Regions from separate parts of the Mus musculus genome. Here regions 2 and 3 are each linked to region 1. Evidence: chromatin contacts called from public ChIA-PET and promoter capture Hi-C data. All regions are on one chromosome and are shown on one strand. Each heading gives the region's core, a stretch centred on a gene start, on an enhancer-like site or on the middle of the called end of the contact. The rest is flanking DNA. Distances are from core to core; before and after follow the strand shown.

Region 1 (3,326 bases), core at 116-2,615:
AGCCTAGGGAGGAGTACACATAGGCCATCCTTAGCCACCCCTGCTATGCCATCTTTGTTACTGGTATCGGTGTTTGTTTACTATACGGTGAGGCAAGGGCGTAGCCTACTGTGTGTGCCATTCTGTACAGAATCTCGTCTCTGACACCATTCAACCATCATTAGCTCTACTCTTTCCTCTAAGAAGTTTTCCAGTTTTGCAATGAAAAGTAACTCCAAAAGACCCTATCCAACGCCTGTGCAAAACTCTGACCAGACCTTACACAGCCGGCCAGCCCAGAGAACATCATGTGTGTGTCACACACCCCACCCCCTGGGCCTTCCCCCTCCCCAGCCCCTCCCCATAAGTCGCGGGCCACCTACCAGCGGGAAGGGTGCTGCGGGACCTGTGGGTACAGAGGCAGCGGCAGGGCCGGGGCGCTGGGCTGCCCCGTCCACACCCACCTGGGTCACAGCCTGCTGCCCCCCCGCGAAGGCAGCGGTGGACACGACGCTGACGGCGCCGGCCGCGTCGCCCTGGCCGTCCAGCTGACCATCAGTCACCTGGACTACGCGGTATGTCACCTGCAGGGGGCGGCAGAGCGACGAGACCGACGCTGGGGCCCGAGTGGGGGACAGGTCGGAGCCTCTCCCTGTCCCGCCGCACGCGTCTGCCCTTCCTCAGCTCACCCCGGCGCTGGCCCTCCGGGCTCCCGGCCCACGGCCGCCTCACCTGGCCTCCATTACTCTCTGTACGGAACTGGTACTGGATATTGTGGTCGCCGAACGCCGCCTGCTGGACACTGGCGATGGCCACCGCCGTCTGCTCCTCAGCCCCCGGGCCGTCCCCGCCTGTGGGGGCAGCAGGGCAGGGGGCACGCTCAGCGGGCGCGCGGGGCCTCCCGGCGTCCCCGGCCTGCAACCCCGGCGCGGGCCGCAGCCCCCGTGGCCCCCGCAAACACTCACCTTCCTGCAGCTCAACGCCCTCCTCGGCCTCGGGTCCCTTGTCGTGGCTGCGGGGGCACACCAGGGGCAGGGCCCGGGGTCAGCGAGGCCCGCACCCCTCGCCGGGGCGCAGCGGCCCGCCGCCCGCCCTCCAGGCCCGGCCCCCGCTAGGGTCAGCACCGCTGCCGAGCCCCGGCCGCCCGGATCCCCTCCCCGCGGCCTCCATTTTGAGCCGGGCCCAGAGGCCGCTCGGGATCATGGCGGCCCCTGCGCGCGGGGCTCGAGGGGCCGGGGCCCAGGGCGCGCGGAGGGGCGCGAGCTGTCGGCGCGCTTACCTGGCGGCGGCAGCAGCGGTGGCCGAGGAAGCGGGATCCAGACCCGGGTCCAGCATGTCCATGGGGGGGGCGGGGGGGAGGGGAGGGGAGGGAGGGGAGGGGGCGGGCGGCCGGGGGGGCCCGAGCCCGGCGCTCACGCCGCGCGGCAGGAGGGGACGGAGGAGACACGGGAGCCGCTTGCGCTGATCACGGGGACAAACAGTGGGGTCATGTGAGGAGGAGATGCCGCCGCCGCCGCCGCCGCCGCCGCCGCTACTCCTGCAGCTGCCGCCTCCTCCTGCCGCCTCCGCCCGCCGCCGGCTCCGGGCGGTGCGAGGCTCCGGGCCACAGCTCAGCTGCCCCCCGCCCGCCGGCCCGCCGCACGCGGCCTGGGGCCTGCTTCCCTGAGCGCTCGCCGCCGCCGCCGCCGCGACTTGAGCTTTTTTTTTTTTTTTTTTTTTCAACAGGGCCCTGCCCGGATGGCGGCCGCCCTGTTGCCCAGATCGCCAGCTCCCGCGCCCGCCGCCCGGCCTAGCCCGGTCCGGCGGCGGCGGATTGTGGCTGCAGCTGCCGCCGCTTTCTATCACCCCCCCCCCTTCTCTTTTTCCTTTTTTTTTTTTTTTTCCTCCTTTACTGGAGCTGCGCGCGCGCGGTGGCGGCGACGGCGCGATCCCGGGGCGGGCGGGCGCGCGCGCGCGCGCGGGAGAGGGCAGGCCCTAGGGAACGCGCGCGCTGTCTGTCTTTGGTGACGGCCGGGCGCGTACACACACATAGGCCCGGGGACTCTACACGGGACCACCACCGGTTGGAACGCAGGCCCGGCTGGAAGGCCGGCAACACGGATGCGGGGCTCAGATCGCCGGGGCACAGGGTTTGAAGACTGTAAAAGTAGGTCGTATAGGAGCCCGGAGGTTGGGGAGCCGGGTTGCGCGCTCGCGCGCTCCCGAAGGCGCATGCGCACGTCGGGGCGGGGCAGGGCGGAGGCGGCAAGGGGCACGTACTCTAGGCGGCTGGCTATGAAGAAGGCTAAAGGCCTGTCTGGCCGCTTCTTTTGCTGGTCCCCCTCCTCTCAACTCGTGCAGCAAAACAAGAGGCTTAGATCTTGTGATCAGGAATTTTATTAGGCTTGGTGAAGAGTTTCATCAATATTCCAATTAAAAAAGTATAAAAGCTACATAACAAAACGTGGGATCAGACGACTAAACTTTCCCGACTCAGGGCCAAATTCTGCAAAGGAGAAAAGAAAAAGTGTTAATTGTACGGGCTGGAGGAAGAGGCGTCCTGAAGATCTGAAGTCAAAGGGTCTAGGCTCACCTTTTTCATCCTCCGCTCCCTCGAGGCCTGCGAGTCAGTCTCAGAGTAAGGCGGAGGTGCTGGGGGATAGTGGCCCTCCTCTTCTTCTTCTTCTTCCTCCCTGTAAACGCGTCTTCTCTCCCCAGCCCCTTTTTTCTTTAAAGCCTCTTCTAAGAGTCGCCCATCATACTGAGGGTCCCGTGACCTGAAGCCAGCATCCCGAGGATCGTGGGATCGCTGACGGGATCTGGGGTCAGCACGTGGATCCCTAGACCTCAAATCATCATAATAGTGGGGATCTCGGGAATGTGGCAAGTCTCTAGGATCGTCGGGGTCATAGAGGTCATCCCGGCTGCGACTTCTCGGAGGTGCATAGGCCCGCCCTCTCCGTCCACTACTTGGGGGAGAAGACCTTCCTGATTCAGTGGAGCCAGGCCGGTTGATGTCATCTAGAGCATCCACAGAGCGGGCCCGAGGCCGCCCAGACCCCCAACCACCCCTTGGCTGTTCTTGAAGGGGTTCCTGCTCCCATGTTCTGGGACTCCGAGGGGAGTGGCGATTCCACTCCTCATCCCTGATGGGTGTGAGGGCAGGAGCCCTGGAAGGCCGAGATCGCCAGTCATCTTCATGGAGGGAGGTTACTTCACTCATGGCTGTAGAGAAGGGAGATATCACTGGTACTAAGACAGGTCCAATCTTGTCACCCATACACTAACACCCTCCCCGGGGAGCACCACAGGCAAGCATGCTTCATCCCCTTTAGACTCAGGTCTGCAGCTCACCCCGTTCCACTCGG
Region 2 (3,366 bases), core at 750-3,249, 610 kb before region 1:
AAGTACTAGGATATAATCATGGATCACTGTACTGGGTTCTCCTTTTTAAAATGCTACCAATACATGGTGTGTTGGTGTGTTCTCCACTGTTACAGAGGAGGAAGTGGAAGGTCAGAGAGGGGAAGTGACTTATGAGAGCTCATCTAGTTTGGGTCAGGGTTCCAAGCTTGCTCCCCACTCCAGAGTACAGCTCGAAGATAATAATAGTTAGTAGTAGTAGTAGTAGTAGTAGTAGTAGTAGTAGTAATAATAATAATAATAATGGCAGTGGTGGTACATGCTTTTAATTCCAGCACTAGGGAGGCAGAGGCAGGTGGATCTCTGAATACGAGGCAAGTCTGGTCTACAGAGTAAGTTCTAAGACAGCCAGAGCCACACAGAGAAACCTGTCTCCAAAAATCAAATAAATAAATGAATAAATATAAATATTTTAAAATAATAAAAGTAGATACTTCGAGCCGGGTGGTGGTGGCGTACGCCTTTAATCCCAGCACTTGGGAGGCAGAGGCAGGCGGATTTCTGAGTTCGAGGCTGGCCTGGTCTACAAAGTGAGTTCCAGGACAGCCAGGGCTACACAGAGAAACCCTGTCTCGAAAAACCAACAACAACAACAACAACAAAAAAGTAGATACTTTGGTCCCAGAATTTGTGAGACAGGAAAATTTCTGTCTTCGTTGCTGAGAAACTATAGATTCTTTCCGAACACACTTTCACGTTTCTTTCATCACCATGGTTGAGAAAGAGCTCCTTAATTCCAAGGTTACCTGACAATCTCAAGCGGAGAAGCTGCGGCTATTCTGTTCAGCACCATGGCCAGCGCCCGACCGCATTTAGAGTCTGCGCAAAGCTTTGTGCTGCTTAGGCAAAGCGGCTCCTTTCCAATAGCCCCGGAGAATTTTGGTTACAAGCAGCCACCTGCTCTGAGTGTGGCTCTGGGCAATGATTTAGCGCCTTCGACCTCCAATTGGTTTCTCTATAAAACTGGGATAATAAAAAGACCTGCCTCCAGGTTGACTGTGAGGAATATATTACATAATGTGCATGCATACATTATATATAAAAGCACTTACCACTTAGCCCATAAAGCCTCACCTATTTATAGGCCTGTGACGCAGCAGTACCAAGGTGTGCACACACCACCATCACCACGCCCAGCCACTACTGCTGCCAAAGAGGTGGTCCAAAGCTTGCAGACCTGCCCAGCAAAAGGCAACTCGTAGGTGCCAAGGCTCTCCTGCTCAGTGGGTCCCGGGGACTCGAACTTAGGTCGTCAGGCTTAGCAACCAGTGAGATGAAGAGCCATCTCACCGGCTCTAATTTTAAATTTAATTCACCTACTTGATTTTGAGACAGGATGTTATGCTTGTCTCGCACATCACTATGAACTTCTGTGTGTCTGCTTCCACTTCCAGAGTGCTGAGAGAATAGGCAAGTACTGGGGATCAAACCCAGGGCTTTGTACATCCTAGGCAAGCACTCTATCAACTGGGTGCGCCCCACCTCCAGTCCCTCATGTAGGACTTATAAATCACTGTCAGGACTCTGGCGCTGCTGGCAGGCGGGGTGATTGCACTGGGGGATTTTGAGTAGAGAAGGGACATGATTCGAATTTTAAAAACGGTCTCGGGGCGGCTTCATGAGGAATAGAATGTAGTTTTGTAATTTTTCCCGACCCTGATCCTCAACAGGTCTTCTCGCTTCTCCAGGCCCTGGCGGTCCCTGCCACCCTTGAGCAGCAGTAGTTGGTACCCTTGTGTCTTGCTTGCTGACAAGAATGTCCAATCATCAGTGCCACCGGATGAATGGCATATCATGGGAACTTGATTGGTCACCCGCATTCTGCTCTACACCTGCCGTTCCTGGAAGGAAGGGTTCAAGATGTAAGAATACTGACAGGCAGGTTATGTGCAGCAGGAGGCCCATTACCCCAGAAAGCTGACTGCGAGTCGCCCGGCCGTAGCCGCGGCATCACCGCGAGCGCCCAGCAGGTGGCGCCGCGGCGTTGGGTCCAGGCAGGCTCGCCCACGTGGATTCCTCAGCAGCCCTCGGGCACTGGGCGCCGGCTCATTGGTACTGACAGTAGCACCACCATCGGGGCCCTTCGGGCGGTGGCAACACACACACACAGCCGGAAGTCGGGTTTCTCAGCGCCCCCGTTTTCCAAGAAAGCTGTGATTAAGCGGCGGCCCTAGAAACCCACAAACGCAGCTGTTGAGTCTGAGTGAACCCGGAGCGCAGAGGAGGGAACCAGAATAGTTGGGTAAATTGGGAGGCCATTCCGCCAGGTTTGAATCCCCACTGTCTTTTTCAAGCCATGGGAACTTGAACCATACACCTAACTTCTGTGGGCTCTGGTTCCCTCATCTCAAAAAGCTGCTACACACACACACACACACACACACACACACACTTCACAGAGCTGGGAGAGATGGCTTACTTTTTCTGGTCTGCCTGCCTTATTATGCTTCCAGAACCAGTTTGTCGTATCTACTGGCACAGTCTGTCAATAGATCTTGTCCTAACCAGCCAGAATCGCGTCCAAAGAAATTCCACTTTCACTGAGCCATGTCAGGCAGCCTTTCCACCCTTGGCTCTGAGGTCACCAGCCATCGTCTTTGTACATCCACATGTCTGTGGGAAATCCAGAGCATCAAGGTGTTCGAGCAGGTATGAAGGCAGCGATGACCGAGTATTAGAGGGCCTCTTGACCCTCTTCCCTGTGGGCACACTCCCAGAAATGGATAGGATAGGTAGGCTGGGGCTCTTGCCTATCGGGACCCAGGGGGAGCTGTGTATACTACAAGTCACTTGTGTACCATCTTTAAGCTTGGTCCTGGCCCTCATCACGCTCCCTGAAGCAGCAAGGGATGTGTGGCTCCAGTCTGACCTGTTACCATCAGGTTGGAATTGTGGGGTTAGAGACTAGAGGCAGATGGCGGAAGAGGGGGGGAAGAGGGATTGGTTGAGGAGGTGAGACATGTTGGAGATGAACAGGCACATGACGAGGGAATGTTGAGGAATTACAAGGAGGAGGGAGAGGAGGAAGAGGAGGATGTGAGGGAAGGGCAGAGAGGGACGAGTGGGGAGAGAGTCAGGAAGGAAGGGAAGGAGACTTGGTGGGGAAGGAGAGAAGGAGAGAGCTTATTTGAGAGACATTAGGACTAGAAAAGGGTCTTTGAGTATAGAGAACTGGTTTGATCGTGTTTGGAGGGAGCAGAGGCTCTATATTCCTGTAAACAGAAGAATGGGGCAAAGCGGTCAAGTGAGGAAGCCGACACCGGAAGAACATTCTAGAACAGAGGAACAGCCTCCATAGCCTGCTGAGGAGGAAGAAGCTTTTGGCTAGAAGTTCTGAGGCCCTAGGAA
Region 3 (3,510 bases), core at 689-3,188, 630 kb before region 1:
AGAAGAGCCCACATAAGTTAGTGCAAACCTGGAGCTAAGGGGTGTGTCAGGGAATCTCTCATTATGGTCTGTCTTCCTAAATACATCTATCTATGCATTTATCTTTCTATCAATGTGTGTGTGCACAGGCAGATGGACATCAGACAAATTGCTGTTAGTTCTCATCTTCTCCTGTGCGGTCCCTAGGATTTGAGCTCAGCTAGTCAGACTTGTCACCAAGTTCCTTTATCCGCTGAACCATCTCTCTGGCCCTTTTTCCCTCCTTTTCTTTCTTCTTTTTTTGTTTGAGACAAGGTCACTCTATGTAGCTCAGGCCCCTGGAGCCAGGAAGAGACGGAGGCTGGGGTATGTAAAGGGCACAGGTTCAGTAGGTCTTCTGTAGTTACTTCCATAACTCTGGAGTTGAGATGGCACCATGATTAACAGGGTCACCTCGGGGCTGCAGGTGAATCCTTGTGGTTATTGCACTTGCTTGGCAAGCACAAGGCCACAAACAGAACAAACAACAAACATATGTTGTGGTAGAACATGCCTGTGATCTGGAGGAGAAGGGAGGAGTTGCAGGCCATTATCCCTTACATGACCAGTTTGAGGCCTGCCTGGGTTAAGTGAGTCCATGTCTTAAAAAGAACAAAAACTAAAGCAACCAGGATCACCTTGCTAAATAAAACTGAAGCTGAGAGATGAGCAGAGAGCTAGCCTCCTGTGATGGGGTTACGCAAGTGAGGTCAAAGTCTTATGTAAAAAGTGTCACAGAATCTTTTTCTGTCACACACCAAGCCTTAGCTGGGTCCCCTTTGCTCCCACCTGCCTCTTCAACCTTGGCATGGCCGTACATGCCTATAATCTCAGAGTTTAGAAGGCTGAGTCTGAAGGAGGTGAATGCTGAGACCAGCCTAGGCTATATTATATAACAAGACTCTGTCTCAAAAGAAAAAGCAAAGACCCCTAATAAAAGAATCAACAAGATTGTTAAGACAACAAGGAAGTGAGCACACCTCACTTTTATTTCCTTTATGCAAGAATCCTGAGGACTAACAGGAGTAGGGACTAGGGATTCTCCAAGAGTCTCAGGCTCATCAGCTGAGATGAGCTAGTGTAATCTCCCTCATGAACCCGGTTCTTCACAACGAGTCAGACTGCCAAGTTTCTCACGGTTCATCAGGGTATTCTATTAAACGAGCGCGGCAAAAAGTCTGTCTTCTCCACGTTAAAAACAGCAAGGGGCGGGGAGTGAGGAGGTGGGTGTGTTCTTAAGAAGTCAAGAGAGCTGTCTGTCAAGAGGTGCCACGGCCCCGATGGGAGGAGAAAGTGCGCCTGTGCTCTCTCTTTGACTTTGGGTTGGTGTATCACAGCATGTCTTATGCAGTCCGCCAGTGCCACAGAATGCCCGGAACCTCCTTGGTGAGGGAGTGTCTGATCTCTCACTATGCATCGGGAAAATTCGGTTATCTCTCAAGACATCTCAGCTTCCATTTAGATGAGTTCACGATCCTCCCCAAACTGTCAGAAGGAACCTTCCTCTAGGTCTGTCTGTCACCGTCCATCGGATCGCGTCTCCCGCGCCCCTGTATCTTCACAAGAATTCTTTGGGGCACCACCATCATCCAGCCTGGTCCCCGGGGCTGTCGCGTCGCCGGGCTCTTCAGCCGGACCCCGCGGGCGCACGAAGGTACCCATGGCCGTGGCGTGGCCCGAACGCAGCAGCTGTAGCTGGCGCCGACCCCGGCGATACAGATACTCGATACGCAGCACGTCGGTTCGCGGAAGGCTGGCGTGCTGCCGGAACTCGGCCCGCACCCGCGCCTCGGCGCCCGGCGTCCCGCGCCCGGCGCGCAGCAGCTCGCGGTACAGGCTCAGAACTTGCCTCTGCAACCGGCTGGGCCGGCTCATGACCGCGGCGTCGCGGTGAGGCCCCACACTGGCCGGAAGGACCGCCCCGACACACAGTGCTGAGAAGCTAACGGGCAGGGCTACTGGCACGTCTGCCAGAAGTCCCGCCTCCTGCTCACCGGCGCTGCCGCATCTGATTGGCCAGTACTGCAGTACATCTTGGCTGGCTCTGGAAGTGGGCGGAGTCTCTGGTGCTCCGGGCCACTCTAAAGAGTAGTTTTTGAGTGCCTTACAGTCCTGGATATTTCTGAACTTGAGTGGAAGCATGGGGAAGGGCCTAAGCGGTTAGACTCTGGAAAGAGTGTAGGAGGAGATAGTTCTGAGCCCTCGGAAGATTGAGAGCGAAGGGATCGAACCCGGGGCTCACCAGAAGGCAGAGGGATATTGGGAAGGGATGAGCAGTTTTTAAAAAGATCTTTACTATTTTGGGGGCTGGAACGTGCATAAACTGACGACATGACCGCTCCGTGGTACGGCCAAGCGAAAACTTTTTGTTTGTTTGTAGATATGAGAGAGAGGACAGCCAGAGGCATCTAGAAGAGTCCAAAATAGAGAGGAAGTAGACTGCATAGCCAGGGCTGTCTGCGAGAGGGGAGAGAATATTGTTGAAGTTAAGGATTAGCCACACAAACCACTGGGAGACACCAATGTCAGTAGGGTATCGGAACGGTTTACTGAACACACATATCAACACTGATTAATCAGGGATGCACACCCTAGCCAGTTTTCAGGGCCAGTTTTTATATGGGAAAACCCACGAACAGGTGCATTTGGCTATCTAGACAAAGCCGTACTGTATGACCTTTAAGCTGATTGGCTGGGTCTAGAGGCAGGAAGTCTAGGGAATTTCCATAGGTCTCGAGGCTCCATACAGCAACATGATGTTATAGTCAAAGAACATTAGGTCAGACTAAGGTCATGAGCTACAAAATGAAGGTTGAGGCAGTATAGCAGAACTATTGTCAGGTTTAAAACGTAATAGCAGGAGATAGTGAACAGAGAAAACAGAAGGAGGAGAGAGTGTAGAGAGAACAGTGTGAATATCAGGATAGTGGGAATGAGTAAGTATCTGGGGGAGGGAAGCTAGTGAGCTGGAGGGAATTTAGGGGATTGGAGTTTTAGTCAATGTTCAGTAAACAACTTAAATGAATCTGTCTCATCTTTCTTATCTATGTCTTAATAATAATCTGTTTTACCTGGTGGTGCAGACATTTAATCCCAACACCTGGGAGGCAGAGGCAGACATCTCTGAGTTCAAGGCTAGCCTGGTCTACAGAGTGAGTTCAAGGACAGCCAGGAAAACCCTGTCTTGAAACACAAAACAAAACAACCCCTCCCCCAAACTCCCAAACCCCGTCTTATTATTTTTCCATCTAAGTTGTTTGCTGAACTCTTACTTTATGCCAGGAACAACTCTACATACTTTAATGTTTAATTGTTTGTTTTCTATGATTTATGCTGTACAGGGCCAGAGATGTATCTTCCATTCCAGAGTGCTTGCTTGCTTAGCATTTATGAAACCCTGGGTTTGATCCGACATTGAATAAAACCAGCTTGTGGTGCTGTACCTGTTATTCCAGTCTGGATACATAGCCATACTCTTCCCTCAAAACAAAA

The links. Promoter capture Hi-C pulls out the DNA fragments that hold promoters and counts their contacts. ChIA-PET counts read pairs in DNA pulled down with a chosen protein or histone mark.
Region 2: a contact with region 1 is called in a promoter capture Hi-C map of hippocampal neurons, with 2.7 times the contacts expected there. The contact joins the enhancer-like site here to the promoter of Usf2 in region 1. A contact is called at or near these places in 10 of 39 promoter capture datasets (the 3T3-L1 cell line, 3T3-L1-derived adipocytes, embryonic stem cells and 6 more), 3 of 115 datasets of contacts at active chromatin or transcription factors (T-cell acute lymphoblastic leukemia, bone marrow-derived macrophages and pancreatic cancer cells) and 1 of 9 other capture datasets (adipose tissue).
Region 3: an RNA polymerase II ChIA-PET map of memory CD8 T cells shows a contact between it and region 1, with 20 read pairs. The contact joins the promoter of Sdhaf1 here to the promoter of Usf2 in region 1. A contact is called at or near these places in 5 of 115 datasets of contacts at active chromatin or transcription factors (T-cell acute lymphoblastic leukemia, bone marrow-derived macrophages, embryonic forebrain and 2 more) and 3 of 9 other capture datasets (embryonic stem cells, liver and pancreatic islet).

The regions. Positions count from the first base shown.
Region 1 is chr7:30,955,438-30,958,763 of GRCm38.p6, forward strand. Usf2 (upstream transcription factor 2) reads right to left here and starts at 1,366. Exons shown (of 10, transcript NM_011680.2): 1 at 1,259-1,366; 2 at 945-991; 3 at 712-830; 4 at 363-563; 5 at 1-3. The coding sequence starts at 1,320. It overlaps Lsr (lipolysis stimulated lipoprotein receptor), which reads right to left. Exons shown (of 10, transcript NM_017405.2): 8 at 3,313-3,326; 9 at 2,552-3,183; 10 at 2,333-2,464. The coding sequence ends at 2,429.
Region 2 is chr7:30,346,007-30,349,372 of GRCm38.p6, forward strand. 4930479H17Rik (a long non-coding RNA gene) reads right to left here. Exons shown (of 3, transcript XR_881936.2): 2 at 1,339-1,859; 3 at 591-1,195. Among named protein-coding and RNA genes, the nearest start is that of 4930479H17Rik, 6.3 kb to the right of the region's middle. Within about 2 kb of position 2,000, at least 29 of the 459 cell types and tissues checked have an H3K27ac peak or open chromatin away from gene starts, as enhancers often do. A contact at or near this core is called in hippocampal neurons, where this site is marked.
Region 3 is chr7:30,320,437-30,323,946 of GRCm38.p6, forward strand. Sdhaf1 (succinate dehydrogenase complex assembly factor 1) reads right to left here and starts at 1,939. Exons shown (of 1, transcript NM_001033140.3): 1 at 973-1,939. The coding sequence starts at 1,893. The coding sequence ends at 1,537.